3 separate regions of the Danio rerio genome follow, and regions 2 and 3 are each linked to region 1. The links are chromatin contacts, called in public HiCAR-type maps. All regions are on one chromosome and are shown on one strand. Each heading gives the region's core, a stretch centred on a gene start, on an enhancer-like site or on the middle of the called end of the contact. The rest is flanking DNA. Distances are from core to core; before and after follow the strand shown.

The links. HiCAR-type assays count read pairs that join an accessible place to other places.
Region 2: a contact with region 1 is called in a HiCAR-type map of caudal fin, with 5 times the contacts expected there. The contact joins two enhancer-like sites. A contact is called at or near these places in 2 of 18 Hi-C or Micro-C datasets (caudal fin and an unstated tissue) and 1 of 4 datasets of contacts at active chromatin or transcription factors (caudal fin).
Region 3: a contact with region 1 is called in a HiCAR-type map of caudal fin, with 7 times the contacts expected there. The contact joins two enhancer-like sites. A contact is called at or near these places in 1 of 18 Hi-C or Micro-C datasets (embryo) and 1 of 4 datasets of contacts at active chromatin or transcription factors (caudal fin).

Annotation. Positions count from the first base shown.
Region 1 is chr12:9,154,445-9,158,189 of GRCz12tu, reverse strand. The region is part of intron 18 of jmjd1cb (jumonji domain containing 1Cb); the gene reads left to right. Among named protein-coding and RNA genes, the nearest start is that of nrbf2b, 28 kb to the right of the region's middle. Within about 2 kb of position 1,334, at least 9 of the 62 cell types and tissues checked have an H3K27ac peak or open chromatin away from gene starts, as enhancers often do. A contact at or near this core is called in caudal fin, where this site is marked.
Region 2 is chr12:9,284,076-9,287,869 of GRCz12tu, reverse strand. All of the region lies in intron 1 of jmjd1cb (jumonji domain containing 1Cb), which reads left to right. Among named protein-coding and RNA genes, the nearest start is that of jmjd1cb, 84 kb to the left of the region's middle. Within about 2 kb of position 2,504, at least 34 of the 62 cell types and tissues checked have an H3K27ac peak or open chromatin away from gene starts, as enhancers often do. A contact at or near this core is called in caudal fin, where this site is marked.
Region 3 is chr12:9,400,706-9,404,206 of GRCz12tu, reverse strand. It overlaps reep3b (receptor accessory protein 3b), which reads right to left. Exons shown (of 8, transcript NM_200161.1): 2 at 3,175-3,247. Among named protein-coding and RNA genes, the nearest start is that of reep3b, 27 kb to the right of the region's middle. Within about 2 kb of position 1,381, at least 2 of the 62 cell types and tissues checked have an H3K27ac peak or open chromatin away from gene starts, as enhancers often do. A contact at or near this core is called in caudal fin, where this site is marked.

The DNA of each region.
Region 1 (3,745 bases), core at 85-2,584:
ACCATTGCTGATAATATAAAGTAACTTCAGCTAAATTCCACGTGGACACAAAACTTCATTGTCATGTTGGCAATGCGGTGCACAAAATGTTTTCTGCTTTCAAATCAACCACCTTTTTGTTGATCAGAATGATAACTCACCTGGATTCCTATTGAATAACTGGGTTTCACCTACAACATTTTGCATAGCAGTGGTGCATAACCTGACCCTACTCACTAGCTCGGTTTTGATTATCAGATCACAAAGGCAAATGTGCAGACTGAATGGTGGACCTGTGTTTTTTCAGATTTATACATGAGCGTATGCTTCTGTGTTTTCAGTGTTTTGGTTGACATATTTCACTATGCCATATTAAAAATAACAATTTGCACCAACCGAGTTTTTACATTTAGAATTTATTTATAATTTAAGGTAAGAATTGATTAGAATAGTCTGTCAAAAAATGTTTTTGCTAAAATAAAAGCTTTGTGGTCTAACGTTTGCAAGCAAAGAAATTACACTAGGTATAAAAATAATATGTCAAATTTGCTATTTATTCAAAATTTGTGTTCCTGAACCACGAAACCAGTCATAGGTATCATTTGTTTTAGTTTTTTACATTTATACGTCATCTGAAAGTTGAATTAATAAGCTTTCCATTGATGTATGGTTAACATAGAGAAAATCAATATAGAGTGCTTAAATTAAGTATATATATTTACAAAGTATCTTCATGGATCACAATCTTTTCTTAACATTCTAATGTATTTGGCATAAAAGAAAAATCTATAGTTTTGATCCTTACAATGCATTTCTACCTATTCCCAAAAATATACCCCTGCAACGTTTTATGGTCACATTTGGCAAAATGATATAAAATTTGGCTATAGCTGCCTGTTGTCTTTCATCAGTTGTCACATCAGCCTCCATTACTTGTGCTGTGGGTTTCCAGAGAGAAAGGCGCCATACATTACAGTCCATTTATTCAGTGCGTGCTTCACATCCTAGACCATTACAGACGATAAGTGGCTTAAAGCTTTCATAAGATGTAGCACCTTTTCACTTGTGCTGCTCTAATGCAGCACATTTCAGATGAGCTTATAGATCCTTTACAATGCGGCCTGATTTTCACTAATGTGCAGGAGGATTCAGATGAGGTTTGAGCCTGCAGGCATACATCCTTTTACTCTAATCATTGTGTTTGTTTGGAAACAGAAGAGAGTCTGTGGTTGTGTCTATAATTTGCCTGTTTATCCATTACTCCAGTAACATAGTCCACTTAAAAGTGTGAATGAAAACAAGAGAGTAAATAGAGATTCTGATTGTCCACGCATGCCATCTTCAGGCGTCATCATTGCAGTGCATTCTGGATTGAATGAGTGCACTATATAATCGACTTTTGTTCTGGACACCACCTGGAATGGCTGTATAGTGCCCTAGATAAGAGACGTAGTCCCTGCCCCTATGGGTTTGAGCTACACTTCCTGTTCCAAGATGACATTTATTGACTTCTGCTCAGTGAAGCATGACTTTACAGCTCTGCAGGAAGTCAACTGGCATCATAAATTGTAGATCTCCCAACAACACACAGACTTTCCTAGAAAGCCTAATAAGATGCCAGTGTAGGGAGCATTTTAAGTGTCCCAAAGCAAAGGTTGTTCTAAAGAGAAGTACAATTTTAACACTATTGCCGATATCCATCCCAAAAATGAAAGCAGTTTTGTAATACACGGCGAAGTTCAGTGAACAAATCCATTCAAGTTTGCAGTTGATGGGAAAATAGTTGATTTTATATTACAGGGTGTTTGCAGGGAAAGTTCAATTTAAAGAAAGTTATAATTATTTTGGGGGGTTTTCACATTTATTGATAGGAAAATGGAGATTTATAGACAGGAAAGTGTGGGGAGGCAGAAAGAGGGGAAGGATCAGCAACGGATCTCGATCCGGGAATGGAACTCAGGTCGCCCCAAGCACCTCAGTGCTCAACACGCTCAGCATTAGGCTATTGGGGCCAACCAATTTAAAGAATTAAGTCCCTAAAAGATATTAAAAAGTCGTAAATGCTATTTTACATGGCATTAAATTTTGTATCCGAATGCTGAAGTTTGCCTGAATTTAATCTGCAAATATGGGTATGCTGTGTAGTTTGTAAAATCAATACAATCCGGTAAAGGTAGATAGAATACGAGGCCGGCCGGAAGTGCGATATGCACAACAATATAGCAGCATATTTTTTATAACACTGCATAACAATAATTAATATTTGTACTGTGACTGTTGGGTTTAGGGTTGGAGTGGGGGTAGGAGTTAAAAATACAATTTATAGGGTAATTTAATAGATAGCATAAATAATACTCGGCACTGTTTTACATTACTGTGATGGTTGGGGTGGGGGTAGATGTTATTAAAATACAATTAATGGAAAATATAATAAATAATATAAAAAATTCTCAATAACTTTCAGCAGCAACCATATTCGATCTAGCAACAACCATACAATCCTGCTAGATTTAAAATCACGGCAATTTGTTTACTGCAGCAACCAAAGAAACGCAATTATTCCTGGTGTTATGGGCGCCACCTGCTGGATTAGTATGTGAATAACTTTTTCATTTAGGATTCGTTTCTTACAAGAACTCACTACATTTACATGGACATCTGTAATGGAATTATTTGCCTTAATCTGAATAAGACAATAATATGATTAAGGTGTTTACATGAGCTGCTGAATGTTCCTTTCATGATCCTGTTTTACATGTTATAGCACATAATTCAATTAACGTCATTGCGTCAGCACGCTATCCACATTTCTTCTGGAGTTTTTATGTAATTTCGGGTGTTTCATTTTTAATTTGTCGACTTAAATTGCAGTTTGGCACTGTCACTTTCATTTAAGAACATTTCAAGCATGCCCCCTGTGACGAACGATATATTGGATGAGAGTATGAACTGCTGGAAGAGTGTTGTTTTAATGGAATTTGATAGGGCACATCGTATGGAGGGAATAAAAACCTCTGCATTTTGTGATGCAGGTGTCTGCGGTCCTTCACTAACTTGGTAGATGCAGAGAATAGTGTCAAACAGCCATGTGTGTACACCTACACAATGGTAATCATTGATTAAGGTGTTTACTAACCTTAATGTCTTTGCTGAACTTCACTAATGCGACTAAAATCGGCATACTCCACATCTTAATCCGATATTTGTTTAGTTCTATTTTGACTTTAGTCGGATTAAGGCAAACAAAAAATCGCTGTCTAATCAGAGTATTGTCTTAATCATATTAAAATCAGATTATTGGTGTCCATGTAAACATACTCAGTAAGTAGTACAGTATACATACTATGAGTTAAAATGTTACCAATGTTACCGGTTGAAACCTGAAGTGGCGACGAGGTCTTTAAATGTAAAGAGAGACTTTAAAAAGTTGTTGTTTTCTGTATATACCCTCTGTTACTTAAAATTTATATGGGATTCTGTGTATGTTTATTTTTAGCTGCCTTTCTAGTGCACACACATTCAGTTTCATGCCAGCCTTGGTGGTTTTTAGGCTGATCCTCTGTCTGTTTTTAGAATTTAAAGTTTTACGAACAAGACTTTTTTTTTTCAGCTGGCACAGTCAGCAACACAAATCCTGTTCTTACTTTACCACAAATGAATCATCAGTTTTTGTTTTAACCAGAATAAAAAAAAAAATCTAATATTTCTTTATAATTAGAGAAGCATTTATTTGCAGTGACACTGCTGTTTGCAGTTTTTCAGAAAC
Region 2 (3,794 bases), core at 1,255-3,754, 130 kb before region 1:
AAACTCATAAAGGTTTGTAACCACATGCGGGTGAGTACATGATGAGTACATTTCATTTTGGGTGAACTATCCCATTCATTCATTCTTTTTCTTATCGGCTCAGTTCTATTAATAATCACAGGTCACCACAGCGGAATGAATCACCAACTTATCCAGCATATGTTTTACGGAGCGGATGCCCTTCCAGCTGCAACCCATCTCTAGGAAACATCCATACACACTCATTCACACCTATACAATATGGACAATTTAGCCTACCCAATTCACCTGTAAAGCATGTCTTTGGACTGTGGCGGAAACCGGAGCACCCGGAGGAAACCCACATGAACACAGGGAGAACATGGAAACTCCACGCAGAAACGCCAACTGACCCAGCCAAGGCTCGAACCAGCGACCTTCTTGCTGTGAGGTGACAGCACTACCTACTGCGCCACTGCATCGCTGTGGATTCTTTAAGTGATATATAAATAAACATGACATGACTTTAGTTGTGTTTACTCACTGCTTTAATTTTAGTTGCAAGTCGTTTGGTGATTGAGAGGACATATTTATATATTTTCTCTTACAGTATGCCTCTAAGGCAGAGATGCCCAAAGTTGGTCCATGGTTGATTTGGCCCATAGTCACATCTGAGAAGAGAAGGAAAATGACAGCTATTTATTTATATCGATTTAGCACATATTTTCATTTCTGATTTAATTTAACATTTTGTTTGTTTTGTCGTTAAGCTTCAAAAAAGCTAGCTGAAATTAAATGTTGCAATTAAATGTTGTAAATGAATCAGATTGTTAATTTAATATTTTAATGTAAATACTAAGCGAAGCATTGGCGCAGTAGGTAGTGCTGTCGCCTCACAGCAAGAAGGTTGCTGGGTCGCTGGTTTGAGCCTTGGCACAGTTGGCGTTTCTGTTTGTAGTTTGCATGTTCTCCCTGCGTTCTTGTGGGTTTCCTCCAGGTGCTCCGGTTTCCCCCACAGTTCAAAGACATGCAGTCTAGGTGAATTAGGTAGGCTAAATCGTCCGTTGTGTATGAGTGTGTGTGTGAATGTGTGTGTGGACGTTTCCCAGAGATGGGTTGCAGCTGGAAGGACATCCGCTACTTAAAAACTTGCTGGATAAGTTGGCGGTTCATTCTGCTGTGGCGACCTCGGATTAATAAAGGGACTAAGTTGGCAAGAAAATGATTGAAGGAATGCAAATACTGTCAATTGACAGATAGAGGAGAATGCACAAGACCTCGGCAACTTGACTAGTGTATACAACATTGATCTCTATTGTGTTATGACATTAATTATTTATTTTTATTGTAATAATTTCATTAGAAGATGTAATTAATTTGGTAATATGATAAGTTATTTTTGCTATTTATTTTTAAATATTAGAATATCATCCATGACAATTTTAATAAAATACAGTTTGCTATATTTACCTTCGGCCCATAACCCTCAATTAAGTTTGGTTTTTGTCCCTTCATAAGAAAATGTCTGGGGACTTCTGCTCAAAGGTATATCCAACTTCATTTAGCTCTAAATGAAGAAAGAAATTATCTTTCTTGTATCTCTAAATAGGAATCTTAACAATGACTGCACTAAATTGTGAGAATGACTGAGAACATTTTCTGTACAGCTCAGTAAAAACAAAACAGACAGTCAGAATTGATGTCAAAACAGACAGATGTCAAAATTGCAAAGTGCACATGGTAAACACTCTATTATTGTCTGTTGGTGTTGATCAGAAGTGTCCAAACTCTGTCCTGGAGGGCTGGTGTCCTGCTGAGTTTAGCCCCAGCTTGCCTCAACACACCTGTGAGGAGGTTTCTAGTATATCTATTTTGAACTTGGTTTGCTGGTTCAGGTGTGTTTGATTAGGGTTGGAGCTAAACTCTCCAGGACACCGGCCCTTCAGGACTGAGCTTGGACACCCCTGGTGTAGATGCTTATATGGTGATCAGTCTTGGTGTGAAGAAAGACTGGTAACTCTATAAGTATACCAAATAGCCTTAAAATAGCATAGTGACCTGCAAATGACTAGATTCAAAGTTGCTTTTCTACAGTCCAACTCAAATCGTTATAGTATTAAATTGTTTAATGTTTTTTCATTTGCTGGTCATTGAGTTACTCTAGGGGAAATATTCCTGTAAAATCTGCACTGAGATGTTTGTTGATCTGAGTAATGAAAGAGGATGTTGCTTCAAGCAATACTTTTAAAATCTGCAGTTTTCTTTAGCTTAACCTGCACATAACTGGAGGGGTCCAGATGTGAAATGTGTCCTGACAGGTCTGTTCTTCACTCGCTCCCGTCCAAACAAACACACACACACACACACACACACACACACACACACACGCACACACGCACACACGCACACACGCACACACGCACACACGCACACACACACACACACACACACACACACACACACACACACACTCACACACACACACATTAGAGCCTTCTCAACCTCAGTCATGGTGAGAAAACCACAACAGGCAGAGTCAGTGAATCATTTCTGGTATGAATCCACATTATGAAACCCCGCTCCTGTTACTGCACGTTGCTCAGCACTGGGGTTGTGCAATGTGCTCTCGGGCTGACTCACATACACACACACACACACACACTGATGATTCCCACAGGCCTCAGCACTAGATCTGTGAGCATTTCAGATCATTAGCTGGGCATTTTCTCGACGCACTTAAAAAAAAAAAAAGATTAGTCAACAGATGGATGTTGTCCAGTGGAGGAACTGTTTTTCCAGTTGGAATGCAGGTTAAGAAATTGTGCCAAACCTTCAGTGCGGCTTATTTTTTGGAAACCAGTTCTCCAGCCTATCACGCTACACCCGCTTTACGCTCACATGTGGCAAAAGAACAGACCAAAAACATGCTGTCGTTATGACACGCTGCATATGTCGAAAACATCCGACAGCTCAAACACATGTTCTCCCTCTTGTCTCAGTGTCTCACAAACACACAAACGTCAAGCTCCACTTTGACTCACATGGCTGTGGGTTGTTTCATAGCTAAGGATAACAGCAGGAACAAGGCGAGGAATGCTGGACATTCAGCGCGTCTGGAGTGAACACATCTGTCCATGAAATCACAGCAGAATTTAAGGCCACTGAGCTTTAATGTCTGTGAATAAGCATTTTTTTTAAAGATTAATTTATCAGATTTTTTAACAGCTAAACAAATAAGAGTAAAAGAGAAAAGACAGTATAAATATATAAAATATATATGTAACAGTACAAATTTGATAAAAAAAAAATTATAAATAGACCACACTATAATCCATATATTGTACAACAAGCAATATATGATGTGGATAGTAACTGTGACAAATGAAGCATGTAATAATATTTATACCCAGGGCTTTACATTAACACCCGCCAACCCGCCAAATGCCGGTAGATTTCAGCTTTGGCGGGTAAGACAGCCGCTCCCACCAGCCACTGTGGCAGATTGGAAATAATTTTTACATTGTAGTTTTCTTAAAGCAGGGTTCGACAATAAGGATGGCCCAATATACGTGCAATTGTGATCTTAGAATCGAGAAACAGCACGACTGAAAACAATAATTGTGTTCGCTTGAGACAAAGCAGGTGAATACCATATGACAGGATTATTACTCGCGCGCACAGGTGATGCGATGCGCTCCCATTTACTTGCGATTTTTTCCCGTTCACTTGCGATCGGTTCTATTTGAAAAAGACTAGACAAAAAACGATGCTCGTGTACCCACAGTCCTGCTGCTTTTAAGAGTTTAAGATTGAAAAATATATATATTTGTAAGCAA
Region 3 (3,501 bases), core at 132-2,631, 250 kb before region 1:
GCATGGAAGTTAATGGTTACAGGTTGGGCTGTAAAATAAGGTATTGATATTTATTGCACGGAACAGCATTGTCAATATCAATTACTCATAATATCGGAAAAAAAAGATTTGGTATTTAGTTTAGGTATGAAGCGCTATAGTTTTATTAAAACATGTCTACTGAGCGCGTGCCTTGGAAGCAGTTCCAATAAGCTTAGGGTGTAAGTTTGTCATTTCCAATGGAGGTGACCTGCGTGTATTTTCCAGGTAAACCTAGATGAAAACATCTGAACATCTGCTTTACACTTTGTATGGAATATACACATTTCAGTATGCAGACTAATTACCTCAGACAAGCAAAGTGCACCCAAACACTGCAGCCCTTTTTACTTTTCTCCATAAACTTGCATCGGAGCTGCAGCAACGATTTGTTAATTTGTCATCCTCTGAGAAAACACTGGCTGCCTAGTTACAAGAAACGCCAGAGGAGCGCGAGCGCAAAGTTCAATGTAAATGGTCAAGGAATCCTCGCGCACACACTTGTCACTTCAGGTCAGAATAACAACACATGCGAAAATGAGTGCCGTATAGCAGCAATGAGGAGATTGTAAATAAAAAAGGATGGAAGGATGTCGCCAGAGTGGCTTTTTGGTTGCTTTTCTTGTGCATCCCAGCCACTAGCTCCCCATCTGAAATAGTTTTTAGCATGGGGGTAATGTTAGCCATTCAACTTCACAATTTTTAATGTTGCAATATTTATATTTAAATAATGACGGCTGATTGCTTTACTTGAAAGCTCAGAGTTGATTATCATAATTTGTGCTGTTGACAGAGTTTACTGTAACATTATTATTCACACCTTGATTGTTCAGTATTTACGCTTCACCATTGCACACACTTTGCAACATTTTATTTATCAAGTTTAAGAGTTTCTTTAACACTTATGTTTATTTTATTATAAATAAAAATAAAATAAAATAAATCAGATATTTTGTTTAAAAATGTTTGTTTTTGACTATTAAAACTATTTGCCTTAGTAATGTCGATAAATTTAAATAAAGTGGTTAAATAAAAAAACTAACATTCCTAAATGTATTTTTAAAAAATATTTAATTATTATCGATATCGAATCATATGAAAAATAATATTGTGATAATTTTTTTTGCAATATCGCCCAGCCCTGGTTACAGTTTTCTATTTCTATTTTTTTTTTTATATCTTCTTGTATTCAACAGAAGAAAAAAACTCAAACAGGATTAGAACAAGTGAAGGGTGAGTAAACGATGACAGAATGTTCAGTTTTGGCTGAACCATCCTTTTAACATGTTTCTCCAATACATCCTGATCTGCAGGTTCATAACAACGCAGACTAATGGAGTGCTGACTATAAATGACACTGATTCCGGCCAAACCTGTACTAGTGTTTTAGTGTAACATCTGCATTGATCTTCTACTAAGGATCTAGCATGTGCTTTAAACAGGGCAATCCTTTAAAACAAGTAAGTGCAAAGAGAATGTGTCACCTGATGGGGTCGAACAAGCCAAAACACTCCCTCCACAACATGCCCGAACATGTCCAGAAACAATACTGTATTCACTTTTCATTTAAAGGACAGGTGTGAGTTAGAAATCTGGACTACTAACCTAAAAGTTGTAGGAAGTTGATGAATAATGATGATAATTGAGCTCTTGAGCAGGACCTCAAGTTAATTCAGAGATAATTCACCCCAAATTAAAACTTTTCTCAATTTAATTACTCCAAAAAAACGTACTTGCCTTAACTTGTTTTAAACTATTATGAGTTTTTTTCTTTTGCTAAACACAAAAGATGATACTTTGAAATATGTTGAAAACCTTTAACCATTGACCATTGCCATGGTATTAGTTTTCCTACAATGAAAGTTAATGGATACAGGTTTTCAGCTTCATTTAAAATGTCTTTTTTTTTGTTGGTATTTAAAGGTTAGGAATCACTTTTAAAACAATAAAGGTCATTGCACACTGAATCTGAAATTTACATAAGTAATTTTCACACATTAAAAAATTTATTCAACCTCGTGTTGTATCAATCATATTGACACACTGTCTTCGAAACTTTGATCCGTCATGAGAAGATTTTAATCGGGTTTGATTTTATCAGCTTAGATAAAGCGTTTTGAGAGGAGTTTTGACAATTCAGAGCTGTACACGCAAAAAGCTAAATACAGATAGTATGTTTTACTTTAGAAAATGCAGTAGGCCGATCAATTAGTTCCATTTGGCATTTGAGATTGCTTTGATTTCCTGAAATAAACATTGCATTTGGGGTTAATGCAGCGCAGATCTTTGATAATGATAAAACTCTCCCTTCTCTTTATGCAGTACTGGTTGCACAAAATAGCCTGAATAGAGAAGTGAACAAAGTGTGTAACTGACAAATTTTCAGATATGAATTTAAAAAAAAAAACGCAAATGAACACTACAGACTTCAGTGTGCAAAGACCTTAACGGTTATTTTCACACTGAATCCAAAATTTTCATTTGCAATTTTCGCACTTTAAAAAAAACATTTGACCTCACGTTGTGTGAATCGTATCGACACACTGCCTCTGAAACTTTCGATTGTCATCAAAATATTGATAAAATAAATAAATAAATAAATAAAATAAAAATAAATCTAACTGGGTTCGATGTTTTCCTCTTTTTGCATCTGAAAAAGCGATTTGAGGGGAGTTTTGACAGTTCAGAACCACCATAAAAGCGATAATCTAAATATAAAATGATTCGACACGTCAAAAGCGGCCACCATCTATTATAATGTCTGTAGGTACTGTCAGTCTCTGTTCGGATTTGTTTTGCGTACGTGAATGTGTGATGTATTACAAGCGTGAACTTATTCCGACATGTTGCACTGTTTCTGAAATGTTTTTGCGGTTTTTTGTAATGGATTAATTAATACGCTTTGGACTCAATGTGCAAGGTTTGTTTGTGACGAATTTTGTACATATGAATATAAAAAATACGCATGAGAAAAATTTGGACTTCAGTGTGCAGACCTTACGAGTAAATTTTGGGGTGAATCTCCCTTTTAATTCATGGCCTGCAGTAATTTACTGGTAGACGGTTTAGAGAATCAAATGCTTCCTAAACAAAACAAAAAAAATAATAATCATCAAAAGAAATGTACATGAGCATCAATGCAGTGTTTATACTTACGTATTCTTTGACATTTTTGGTTTTCACTGCTTTATAGGAGTAGTACGCTGGGTACAGGTTTCCGAAAACCAGCCTGTGTAAAGAAACAGAGGGCATAAATAAATAAACGAAGACAAAACAGATGTAATACTACTGATATTCTTCAAAAGCAGGTTGATTAATGGCTTCAGATCCTCCTGTCTGTGTGTCTAGCTCTATTAAAAAGAACTCTCTTCCTCTGTCTGATTGTTTACAAGGTACACAACGATTTCCTTTTCTTCCTTTCGGAAAAGAAAAAAATATGGGAAATGGGAGAGAACAAAAATGCAGGAGACACCTAATGTGAAA